Regions from separate parts of the Gasterosteus aculeatus genome. Here region 1 is linked to region 2. The links are chromatin contacts, called in public Hi-C maps. All regions are on one chromosome and are shown on one strand. Each heading gives the region's core, a stretch centred on a gene start, on an enhancer-like site or on the middle of the called end of the contact. The rest is flanking DNA. Distances are from core to core; before and after follow the strand shown.

Region 1 (6,425 bases), core at 256-2,755, 39 kb before region 2:
GGTTATACTGCATTGCTTCCATTCAGACAGCACTTATGGTCATAATGTAACACCAGTAATTAATTTCTGCTCCAAACTATTTCAGATATGGATTCTCAAAGCCTTTTGAAAAATAAACACAAGCAAATAGAATTAGTTCACAAATTGTACAGTGTTTTTGTGCTCTTTGCTCTCTATTTCTATTATGTCGTGCTTGGCCCTGGGCCACAAGATGCTTGCTGTGCCATCCCATGAAGCTATTTGTATGACGTGTTGTCTTGAAGAGTCACTCGCTCCGTATCCAGCGGAGGGGTCTAGGGAGGGGTTGGTGGGGGCTTGTTCCTATGGTGACCACCAGTTACATAATAACAGTGCGTACCTACTGTAGCAGAACTATGGAGAATGAGAGACAAAGACACCGAGGGAGATGACAAACAGAAATCATTTCCCTACCTGTTCAAATGTCAAAAATACTGTGAGGATTTCAAACATTATTAAAATGGTGGCACGCAATGCACAGCACTTTGAAATATTTAATTTGATGTTTTTTTTCATGGCAACTGCTACCATCCAACTTTATGCTTTCCCTTCCCTGCACCGTGCTGCAAACTCGACCTACCTTCCTTTATTTGTCTCAGTAATTAAGTTAGGAATTATATTGGTAAGAGGTAAATTAAATTGAGCAAAGTAAATAAAAGCATCGTGACTGGATTATAAAGTGAGTGCACCTTATTAGGTCTTCGTCCTTTATCACATGATGGCATTTAAAACAAATAGCATCTGATGGTCTGTAGGTCCTCGGGGGGTAATGTTCCCACGCAATATGTCACTGAATATAATTATTGTTAGCCGCAATCCTGGAGCGCTGACTAAGGCAACTGCAGCTGAAACAACTTAATTTGTTATGTAAAAGCTTTGTCAGTGGTTTCCAAGAGTATTCTAAACCTGTAGGAGCTTTCTAATTAATGTATATGTGTAAAATCTTTAGGTTGCAACAGCTTATTGCTCTTTGCTTTGCAGTTTAGACCAAAGATTGTATTGTATTGACCTTCAGTATGCCACAGAAACAGGCTACACATTCTCAGGTAGTCAAGGTGACTTGAGAAGAGGTAAACCACAGTGAAGCAAGCAGGAATAATATAGACCAATGATTCACAGGCTTTTTTGTAAAATAGCCCCCACAGCAGATTAACTAGTCACCCCTTTATTCACTCTACCCATCATTTTTTTGTCTCTTTGAATAAATTCTATAAAACACGATTTAATGTCAATCCTTTATCATCTGTTTTTAGCATTACCCATAACTTCCAGCTACACGGACTGTGTCAACTCTTCCGCCGCCATGCTAATTTTAATCTAATATCATTTTTTATTACTTAATAAAGTGCGGACATACCCGCTGGGATACTCCTGGTTTGAAATCAGTAATATTGATCCTCCTGCTGCTGGCAGGAAGATAGATGGCTAGATGGAGGGCCCATCGAGCAGTAGCGGCGGTGCTCTAAATTTAGTCACCCATCTGCTTGTGAACTAAATACCAATGACAACAGTCAAAGTGACACCCTCCCGCCCACCCACTCATTCAGTCGCCCAGTCAGTCGGGCTGGCCTGCAGCCCCCTGCGCTCGCCCTCCCAATGACAAACCCCAGTGTCGGGAAGCACAAGCTCCTACGGGTTGCACTACCCAGTCTGACCTTCTCTCCTCTTACCTTTCTCACGTCCTACCCTGAGGAGACAGGCACGAGTTAGGACTCCGCCCAAAGGGGTCCTTCAGGACAGGTAAGCCATCACTCGGGCCTCTGGAGGTGTGCTCCTCAGTTCTAACATGACACTTTCACTTTGACTCGAGCATGATTTTCACAAACCACTTACGTTCATTCCCTCTTCCTTTTCCTGCCGATCAAACTGCTTGCTTTTTTTAAATCTGTGCTTTTGATTTATGAAAATCCTCTTTTCTTACTGCTTGTCCATTTTATGTGGCGAGTAATCTGATTTAACAGAGGCAAATAGATGTATATATGTTTGCTGATAATAAAATGAATACAACTGATAGTATTCTGAAATAATTTGCTTGGTAAAGAGACTTTGGCCATGAAAGGCTTCTTATTTCCTCCAAGAAACTTTGTTGAAAAAAATGGATCAAGTGGATTGGAATGAACCATTTGTGTTCACTGACAGCTTGGTGTAACTTCCCCAAGGCTATTTCAGCCTATTTCATCAAGTTTTGCTGTGACGGCAACACGTTCCCTATCTGTGTCCTTTCAGCACATTTGGGTGTTTTCAAACCTATTGATTCCCGGACGCCTGACACAGCTGGTTGCCACGTCTGAAGAGCATGTGCTTGGCGTTTAACAGCCCAAGGTTATTTAAAGGGATGTGCTAACTTTGCCCTTTTCACTGCACCAATAAATCCTATCTGCTCCGACGGGCCTTTGTGCTTGGTGTGTGTTCTCCATGTCGGCCAATCGATGGTCAACATTTGCTGCCGTGTTGTCTTGCTTTTGTGTCTCGTTGGACGTTTGAAGGGGTTTGCACTGATGTGCTTTGTCTCCTTTGACTTCTTGCCTCACCCCCTTACTCCCCAGGGGCAGCCATGTCACAGTTCTCCACCATGACGACTAGGGAGAGGCAAATGCAGGCGGCCGCAATCTGCAGGGAGGTTCAGGCCCAGGAAGGTAGCCGTATCATTTCCCTCTCGTTTTCTTGTTGCGTCCTTTCTTTGCTTCTGTTTCCGTCGCGCCTCCTTCTCCTCACGTTCATCACATATCCACAAAGGCAAGGATTTAATCACTACACATTTCATTTCTCGGTCATATGAACTTTACTGTCAACCCTGGCTCAAGTTGCCAGACGTACTGCACACCGCCACATTCACTTTATAGAAGGTATGAGCGCACCGTTTGCCAGTTGCCAGCCCTTCTATGACCCTAACTATAAATAAGTAAATGAAAAACTTTTATGAGCCAAAGTAACTAATCCCTTTGTCGTTGTCCTTTTAAACACGCTATTTCCAGGGGAGGACAACTGTGTGGCTGGGTCTGAAGGCCACTGACAGCTGAAAGATATTCTGGCAAATGATGCACCTCACACTTATAAATGGGCCTGTGACATCTCCATGATCAGCATGCAGTAGCGAGCACGTGGTGGTAACCGCTAAACATGCACATGAGTGGAATACGAGAGAAGATAATTGCTCGTTCATCATATTGGCAGGATTGCCAACTCGGCAGTCCATGTTGAGGGCTTTTGTTGCAGCAGTCTTCGATTTTTCTTTTTCCCCGCGTGAATATAATATATGTTCAATGAGGTTTGATAGGCGGGATTATGGGAAATTGGAAAAATAAGTATTTCTAGTCTGAAATCAATCAATTCCCAGGTATATATTGTATACTCAAGCCATTCATTGTTTTGCATGTCTCCTTCTGTCCAGACGTAGAGATGGATCTTGGCAAGAAAATTAACGTGCCAAAGGACATCATGCTGGAGGAGCTGTCTCTCGCCTCAAACCGGGGCTCCCGTCTCTTCAAAATGCGCCAGAGACGCTCAGAAAAATACACTTTTGAGAGCATCCATAATGAGAACAACAAACAGCTCAATGTAGGTGGAAACTGTGATCCAATAACCATATATGAATGAATGCATAAAATACACAAAAACACACATGCATAGGAAAATTGAGTAAATTGGAGTAAATTCTGTCCACATTGATGTTTACGGATGTTTAGAACACTCGTAAAACACAAGTGTTGCATGTAATTGTAACACTGTTGGACAGTATTCTCTTCAAGCACATTTGTCCCACAGCTTTGTTCTCCATCACTTGAAAAAAAACAAAAAACACTCAAATTCCCGGGTGTACGTGGGAAAGATAAAGCACTTGAATGTTTATTTGACTCGGCGGACTTAGCGCAGGATAGCATAGTTTCCGTCAGTCATAAAAAACTTTATAAATGCCCTTTTGTGTATGGATTGGCAGTGAGCCAACTCAGCATTGTCTTTTCCAAGCAGTGCTTATCTTAGCGCGGCTTGGTCACACGTAAAGCGTTTTATGCAGCAAATCTCGCAGTAAAATTGAATCAAGATAAACTAAGTTTCACTTAGTTTCACTGTTGTATCCAATTAATTAGCAGCGGTAGTTACAGCCTCTTTCATTTGCTTGTGTGGTGATACACTTATTGCCCTTGTGAAGTCCATAGATGAAATAATTGTTATGCTCTAAGGAAGCGTTTCGCCTCATCTTTGAAGTGAGAAGAACTCTTCTAACTCTGGTTTGTTTATTGCTCGGGGCAACCGAGGGGTTCTGTTTCAAGTTGTCAACATTTCCTGAGGAAGTCCTGGAGTAAATCATCATAAATATCTTTCAGAGGGATGAAAGCTGTATGGAGCAGTACATTTTGTCCGTGCCCACAAAGCAAAGTTTCTTTCTGAGGAAAAGTGGACACAGAGACAGTCTGCCTCTGTGTAAAATGAAGGCTTGTCTACTGCTTTGAGGTCACATGAAAGATACTAGCAGTAAATAGTGGATGATTTGGTTTCATTAAGAATTAACAAAGTTACCATGCCACAGATTTTATGTGCATGCCAATCATGTTATTATTTTTTTGTAATATGTAGCTGTGAGATTGTTCATCGTAACTTACACTTATCAGTTTAGTGTGTCGTATTTAAGGGTTTATATTGGCAGAAATTGAATATAATGTTTGTAGCTACATTTCATTTTTTTGCATCTCCTGAGAATAAGAATCGGTAGGTTTCAGCTACTGTAGAATATGTAATTTATGACTACATACAAATTGGGTCCGGTTCACTGAGACGGAACAGACAAACCAAATAATGGCTCCAGGGCCATTTGCGTTTTTGCTTTGACCTTGGTCGTTCTGCTGAGCACATGGGAAACGTTTCAGTTGGTTGCAACCTTCAGCCTCACCGCTAGATGTCGCTATATCCTGCAATCCTGGAGCTCTCGGTGATGCCACATCTAGCAAAAATAAATTTGTGAACAACTGCTAAATAAAGATGGCAATTCAAACATCTGCCAAACTTGGAAACTCCTGCAGAAGACACATTCAGAAGTCCAATAATCCTCCGGGTTGAAATCTCAACAAGCTAAATTTGTCCCTTGGATCTTCCTTTTAGAGTCTGATAGTTATTCAACCCGAGAACTTGAGTGCCACGGACAACCACAGCGGCCAGAACAACATGGATGTTGACCAACCTCCTGCTGTGCCATCTGACACACCAGATACGAGCATGGAGCCGAATCCAGACAGCATCGCCCCGGGTAGGTACCAGTAAGACCCAAAGGACCCCAAAATCATTTCAGCAGGGACATGCTGCAGCTCCACAGGCCAATTGATTGTTTGTCTCGGTGACCTTTACCGCACTTACGCCCTGCTTTCCATGTATTACATGATCACTGACATAGCTCAACCCTCTCATTCATTTCGGCTTCAATTAGGGGTGTCATGTCCTGCCAGTTTTTTTGCTTCACTAAACAGGTTTGGAACATTAGGCCACACTGAACATTCTCTACAGTTGATGGTTTATTTTAACACACTGGATGTACCAGTCATTAGATTGTACCGCTCCTGCTGGATAGAGCGTGTGAGTGTGGTGTTTTGATAAGGATTCATCTGTTTTTCATTGTCTGCACTCACGCAGGCTTTGATCGTGTCGGAAAATATTTTCTGTTTGCTCGGAATCTGCTCGCCGCCGGCACATATGATTACTTTCTCTCCGCTTGTCTCTTGTTTTTATATCTTCTGCCCACTACTGTTTCATATCTGCCCCTCTACAGTTTCTACAAATTCTCTCACTCTGCACGTCTTTAAAAAAAATCCACCCCTTCTTATCACAATCAGCTTTGAAAATCTTTCTCCAAAATGTTTAGTTTTACCCGCGGGAAGAGCTTCCCGTTTGCCTCCGTGCCGCAGACAACATCAGTGGTGCACTCACTTCCTCCCTTGTTTTTTTTTTAAATTCTGCCCAGTGGACGCACAACCGCTGCTGATCTAGTTACAAGTGCGTCTGCATAGGGGTGGGGGTGTTATTTCTGGAGCTCAGGACCGGACACCACCCTTCAGTGTCTCAACGAAGTCAGTCCAGCTTTTGCTGAAATCAGGCCAGGGTGCATTAGGTATCAAATGGTAAAAACTCTTAAAATAGCACTCATTTAGTCAGGGGTGCATGTCAAGCAAAATTTCTTAACCAGGCAGCAGTGTTATACAGTGAACACTTCATTTTAATTGGACTTGAATAAAACCTTCAAATAGTTGGTAAAACATGGACAAGAAAGAAGAAACTGATTTATTATGACGATTTACAGTTTACAATAAGATGCATAGTGCAATGGATGTTGATAAATGGCTGCCTGTGTGCATGTAAATGTTTTTTTGCCACAAAAACAAAACATAGAAAAACGGGGTGTTTTCCTGATTTTAAATCTT
Region 2 (6,085 bases), core at 818-3,317:
AGAGAGCTTGCAGGGGCCTCCCAGCTGTGCCCGGCCGGGCAGAAAATGACATGGCTGGGCCTGTCAGAAGAGGCTATTCAAACATGAGGCAATGAAAATGCCATTTAGTAGCGCTGCGGTTATTTCAAGGTCCCAAAGAGTTATGAAATGCGGCTTAGAAAAAACTGCTAGAATTCATCTTCCCTCAGTTTTATTTGGAGTTGGAAATAGCGTTCACACAAGTGCGGTGAGTTGGGGAAACCAACATAAATGCTAAGAAAACACCCATTTTCTTATTGAGTTTTGGTTAACGGAAATTTGAATCCGAACGGCTCGTCTGTAGCTTTTCATAATCGATTCATTCATTTTCTACTGAGGTTTTTAAATTTTAGTTTGAGACCCACTGAATGGTTTTACCATTTCACCTTTGCCCCTGCTTTAGGCCTCGTCTTTGATCAGGAAGATTTGAGAAGATTATCTTAAGTGTCTCAAGTTGGCACAGTTGGTCGCAGTGCAGGATGGTTTATCTTAAACTAAGACTTCTATTATAATCTATTAGATAATGATGATTACATGAAGAGATATGGCAGCCATATATATATATATATATATATATATATATATATATTCTAGCTGAAACAATGCTTGTAAAACAAGTTCAGAAATAGATCAAAAGGAGTAATGGTGAGTATTACCCTTCATGGAGACGCCGTGCATGGTGTATTTTTGCATACATCTTCTGCAGGTTGGGTTGGCGTGATGAGACAGCGAATGAGCGCATGTCTTCACTGCATTGGGCATAGTGATCTAAAGCCTGTGCCATACCACCACAGAGTGATTCTGACCGATAAAATAGTTGAAAACTTTTTCCCCGGGCATAATTTCTCTTCCCCACATGGCTCGGGACTCGATGAAAAACTGCACTGCAAAAACGCCTGTGAGTCTGACTGATTTTTAAGTACCCCAGACAGCAGAACTACAAATCTCAACCTGACAGCCTTAGAACTGAAATCATCTCATCAACAAAACTTCAAAGGGCTGTCAGGAATTTATGCATGTTCAATTTTTTCAAAAACTAGTTTAGATTTGCTTTCATGGTCTGTGCAGAGGCCCATTTCCTATTTGTTCGAGGAGTTTCACACTCTGGCGGTAATTGAAGTGATGTCAGATCACAGAATGTGTTCCCGTCAGTTAATAGTCCCCAAAACGTTTGGTGGGTAACCGCAGCCCCCAAAACGGATCCTCTCTTGAACTTTTCCCAGTTATGCTTCATGTTGAAATATTTATCCGAGTATATAGTAGCGCTCGCACGGTGTGGCTCTTAATATGTCAAAGCTCACACATTATTGAGGCTTTTAAAAATATGAGGCTATTCTCCACTTTCATTCATCCCAGTAAGTTACTTGCTTTCAATTTAACATGCGATTGGAAGAAGTTGTCGCACACCATTTTGGCAAAGTTCCAATAGTTCATTGAATGCTACTGAGCCGTAGCCTAATCCATGCAACCACAGCACGTGGACGGCTTCCCGGGCGAGTGCAGTCGGCCCCGTAAACATCAGAACACCTTGAGTACATCCGACTCTCTGGCAGAGATCCTCAAATTCCACCGAGATGAACGTATCCTTGTGACGAGCCGGACCCGAGGACCTAAAGAAGTGATTTGTGATTAAAGCGATTATTTAAAAGTTTTCTTTTGTCCACGGTGATGTCACCATAAGGGTGAGAGGATTTTTGGGAGAGGGGGAATGAAAACCCCATTGTAAACTGCGTTTCCTCCTCTTTTTTTTGAGAATGATGTTGCAATTGCTTGCCAACATTGCAGATCAGCGTCATCAAATTGTGAATTTCCACATGGACTTAGCGGCTTAAAAAATGGAATGGTGTTGTGGAGGGGATCTGGAGTCTGGAGTCTGACCCTGGTGTAATTGCATGCCAGCACAAAGGGTTTAGCCACTAATGCTTTGAGAAAGCACTGGAGAGAAGGAGTGGGGGGGGGGGGGGGGAAGAGGGTACGCTGACACATCACAGATGGTCCTCAGCCACTCGCTCTCTTCCTTGTCCTGCTAGTCAGCTGTTGTCTGTCACAGGCCTTGTGGATCACACCCACCCCGCTAACTTGGCTAAGCTCCACACCTCGGCCTGCACCTCGGGGGGGGGGCTGTTTCTAAACATGTGCTCCTGCTGCTCTAATGGCTGAAATCAAACTGATCGCGGCATAATTCGCTGATATCACTGTTCTTGACATCAGCGATTCAATGGAATTATTCTTGTTTTCATTAGCACGCCTATGATCCAACTTCTAAATCTGCGCGAGTTCATTCAGGGTCCTCTTTGTTTTATTAGCGCTGTTCGCTCAAAGCCAGCTGGATGTGAACCCAAATTCCCTTTGAGGGGCCACGTTCTTTGGCTGGCTCAGACAGTCGGAGTGGTACACAGGGGGCCCGAGGGCGCTCTGCCAGACTCGCTGCTTTGATACTTCCTCTCACAGCACCAGGCAAAAGGCCTCACCATGACCTCTGTTAGATAACATGGACGCAGGACACAAAAAAAGTACTCTAGCTTTGTTCAAATATAAATACCAATGGCAGATGTTCTATTTTTTTTGGACCATCTGCTAGTGATGTCCATGGCTTTCCAAATGAGTGTGTTGTGATAGCAAGTGCTCATGAGGCTTGGTCATTGTTTAGGTGAACAAGAAAGACGATCTCCAGATCTACGAGACGGAGACATCCTGTCTGGTCAGCCAACACAAAGGTAAGAGAAGGGCTGTGGAAGAATACTGCCAGTCGTCTGTTGATTTGGAACAGCGGCAAGTTAAGTACAGTTTTTTTTTTTTTTCCCCCTCCTACAGAAGACGCGCCTTCCGATACACTCCTGGGATTTTGGAAAGGAACAACGGTCCGGACAGCGAACCGGAGGACGACGGGGACGGGAGCCCCGTGAGCCCCGTCCCTGGCTACTTCGCAAAGACCAGCAGCTCCGAGTGGAACAGCTCGGACGACCTCGCCGGGCCCTTCTCCGAACAAGACGAGGCCGGCACCGCGGCCCGCCTAGACCCTTTCACGCACAACCGCCCCCCGCCCCTGCCCCCAAAGACCTTCGGCGGCGGTCACGCCGACGCGTCGGCCGTCCACTCCCGACCGCCGGAAGTGCCGGCGCGGTTGAGCCCCCGCTACGGGCCCAAAAGCGACTCGTCCCCGCTGTCGCACACCGCCCTCCGTCGGTGGATCGAAGCTCCCGCCGAGCACAGGCTTTCGTCGGATGCCAGCTCCAGGTCGGGGTCGTCGGATCAGGACCGGAACGACCTGTCGGCCAGCGAGAGCGACGAGAGGTTGCCCGGTCCGGACCCGGGGCCCCGCGACGGCACGGGCTCCCCCGCTCAGACCGATGTGGCTTTTCCCACCACTTACTTTTCGGTGGATAGCTGTATGACGGACACTTACAGGGCCAAATACCATAAGAGACCCGGCGCCCACGTGAAGGCCGACGACCACACGTCCTCGGGGGAGAGCGATGTGGAAGGGAGGCTGCCTTTGTCAGACGTTCAACCCCCGCAGCTTATCAAAAGCAGATCGGAATTAGGTAACGATATTATTATTGTTTGAGTAACTTCTTTTCAACGCCTTTTGTGAATGTTCTGATTAATCTCTGCCCTGGCTTTTGTCTCGCAGGCTATCCTACCACAAAGACTACTGCAAAGTGGAACATGGTTACTTCAAAAGGACTCGATGAGCATGGTTTCCTATGATTTTAGGTGCCGGCCTCGTCAATCGACCTTGTGTAATCCAAAAATAATTGCTATGCACTACGACTGCTACAGTTTGACTCCTTCTGACTGGGATGTGTATTATCATGTATACTTGTCACACAGAAAGTCGGACATGAAACTGGATGCCAAAGAGATTGCTAAAAGAATGGCAGGTGTCCTTAATAGCTATCGTTCAGTTTTGGTATGAACAACTAAACGCTTTGAATGAATAGTGAACTTGCACAGTACCGCAGAGGTACAGAGGCGAAAGAATGTTGCTGTTAGGACTGCTGGCGTTGAAAAGCAAAAGGGGGTTGGGTTCGTAAAGAATGTGTCACTAGAAGCCGCTTTTCCAATCGAGAGATTCTACGTTTTATTTCGTGAAACGCTTTTATTTGCTGATTTCGAGCCTGCAGGTTTAATGTTACAAGGGGTCTGCCTCTCTTTGTCACATGGTAGACTAAGCTCTCAGTTGGTGTTGAAGGAAAAACAAAAGGTTCCTTTAACATTCTTTGGTAGATTTTGTAAAGTAATGCAACCTGTTGATCGGCCTTTTGGATCCCAAGGATCCGTGTGCATACGAAGTTCTGGGAGGCCCTCAGGTTTCTTTCTTTTGCCTGATGAGACTTTGTCAAAGGAAAGAAACGGCAGAGAAACCCTCTTCTTGTTGGTACAAGAGTTTTATTGACCTTTGCAAATTAGACCTACAGGGATTTCTTCTGCCTCGCTCTTGACAAAACTTTAACTCAGAGTAGATCTCATATCTCTGACCAGGGCCTATGAAGGTACATATGCTAATAGATTGATTGTTGGTAGGTATGTGGCATGGTAACCTCGAAGGATATCCCACTTTACTTACATGCACATCCTCACACTCCCTGAACAGTTTGTTTTTGTCTTTGAACTGTGTTTCTATTTGTTTTTCTTTAACACGCTGATCAGTAGGCTTAATTTGATTTGTTTATTTTTTTAATCAATTATGCAGTTCCCTCTCATGTTTCTTATGAATAAATTGTCATCTACGGATGGATGAGCATTTGTAATTGTTTTGAGAGGGATTATTGATACGGTTGTGAATCTGAGTAGTGTCTACATTTTGTTAATAACTGTTTAATATATGCAGCAGACTCTAATGCACAGTGCCTTTTGTATTTTTCTATGTCATGGTCGCATTAGATTGGAAACATGGTTTGTACAATTCTGTGATTTTTGAATAGTTTTTGCATTTGTATTGATTAATAATTGTTAAATAAACTTTTATTTAAGCATCCATGTGTCACGCTTTTATATTTAAGATAATGTTTTGAATACAAACATACTGATCTTGAATTTTTTGTAAATAAACTACAAAAAATAAATAGTTTATACTGAAATCCAAAACATCTTCCTTTTTTGTATTCCTCAATTGCTGGGATGCTAAGTGGTTTGCTGCCACCTGCTGTCATGTATCCTCATGCACCTTTAAATAGTATCAAATAAACATCCACAGGTTGTAAATCTTGCATTTACAACACCACTTCTGACCTCAACCCAAGACGTTGATGTGCTCTGCTGTCCTATTTTCTTTGGTAGATTTCCCTCAATCACTTAGCATGTCCTAATCTGAATCCCATGTTTAGTGTTTTGAATATGTCCTATAAAAAGCACAGAAATATGGTGCATAAAAACATATGTCGTGTCGCCTCAACGAACACTGACTGGTGTTACGCTCACTGGTTTTATAACATATTTTATTCTCTTATTCTTGTTCAGGTTGTTTACTTTTCACTTCATTTTTTTGTTTGTTATCCTTGTAGGACCTCGCTATTGTTTTTTTTTCCCCCAAATACAACTTTCCTTTACGCTCAAAGGGCGTCAGTGATCCATATTGTGTTTTGCCTCCATACTATCAGATTTTTGGTTGTCATGACAGCCCCCCTTTAAACTGTTACAAACTGAATTATTTAACACTGTGGATCAAATGTATCACGATGCTGAAGTACAATCAATTCCAAGGGATGGGAGCTCGTTTTACTTTTGGAACATTCTGACACATCAGGAATTCCTTCCAGAGAGTAACTTTCCAGTGGATTGAATATACTGATGCTTTGAGCTTAGAACAAAGAGGTTCAGGATTGTCGTGTTGTGTGGGTGTTCTAACAAAATGTGGTTGTTTTTAATGTCTTCTTGGTGATCTTGCCCTCCTTGAAATATCTCAAGATATTTTTGATCATTCAGAACATGAAATAAACACACTGTTTTCCTCCTACAGAAGGAAGCGGTGGACTTCAACTTGCACAAAAGTGGCAAACTTTATCCAGGTGGAACTTCTTCACTTAATTTAACATTTGTCATTAAAAATAAGAATTTAAAATGT

Evidence for each region. Hi-C and Micro-C count contacts between places; a contact is called where the count stands out from the background.
Region 1: a contact with region 2 is called in a Hi-C map of liver, with 4 times the contacts expected there. The contact joins the promoter of myoz2a here to the enhancer-like site in region 2. A contact is called at or near these places in 6 of 6 Hi-C or Micro-C datasets (blood and trunk muscle, liver, skeletal muscle and 2 more).

Annotation. Positions count from the first base shown.
Region 1 is chr7:7,133,820-7,140,244 of fGasAcu3.hap1.1, reverse strand. It overlaps myoz2a (myozenin 2a), which reads left to right and starts at 1,505. Exons shown (of 8, transcript XM_040181484.2): 1 at 1,505-1,546; 2 at 1,549-1,597; 3 at 1,600-1,758; 4 at 2,565-2,654; 5 at 3,410-3,576; 6 at 5,116-5,260. The coding sequence starts at 1,520. It overlaps synpo2a (synaptopodin 2a), which reads left to right. Exons shown (of 5, transcript XM_040181483.2): 5 at 1-506.
Region 2 is chr7:7,095,978-7,102,062 of fGasAcu3.hap1.1, reverse strand. usp53a (ubiquitin specific peptidase 53a) reads left to right here. Exons shown (of 17, transcript XM_040181970.2): 15 at 2,669-2,735; 16 at 2,833-3,563; 17 at 3,653-4,997. The coding sequence ends at 3,729. Among protein-coding and RNA genes, the nearest start is that of LOC144410314, 7.1 kb to the left of the region's middle. Within about 2 kb of position 2,067, at least 3 of the 9 cell types and tissues checked have open chromatin away from gene starts, as enhancers often do. A contact at or near this core is called in liver, where this site is marked.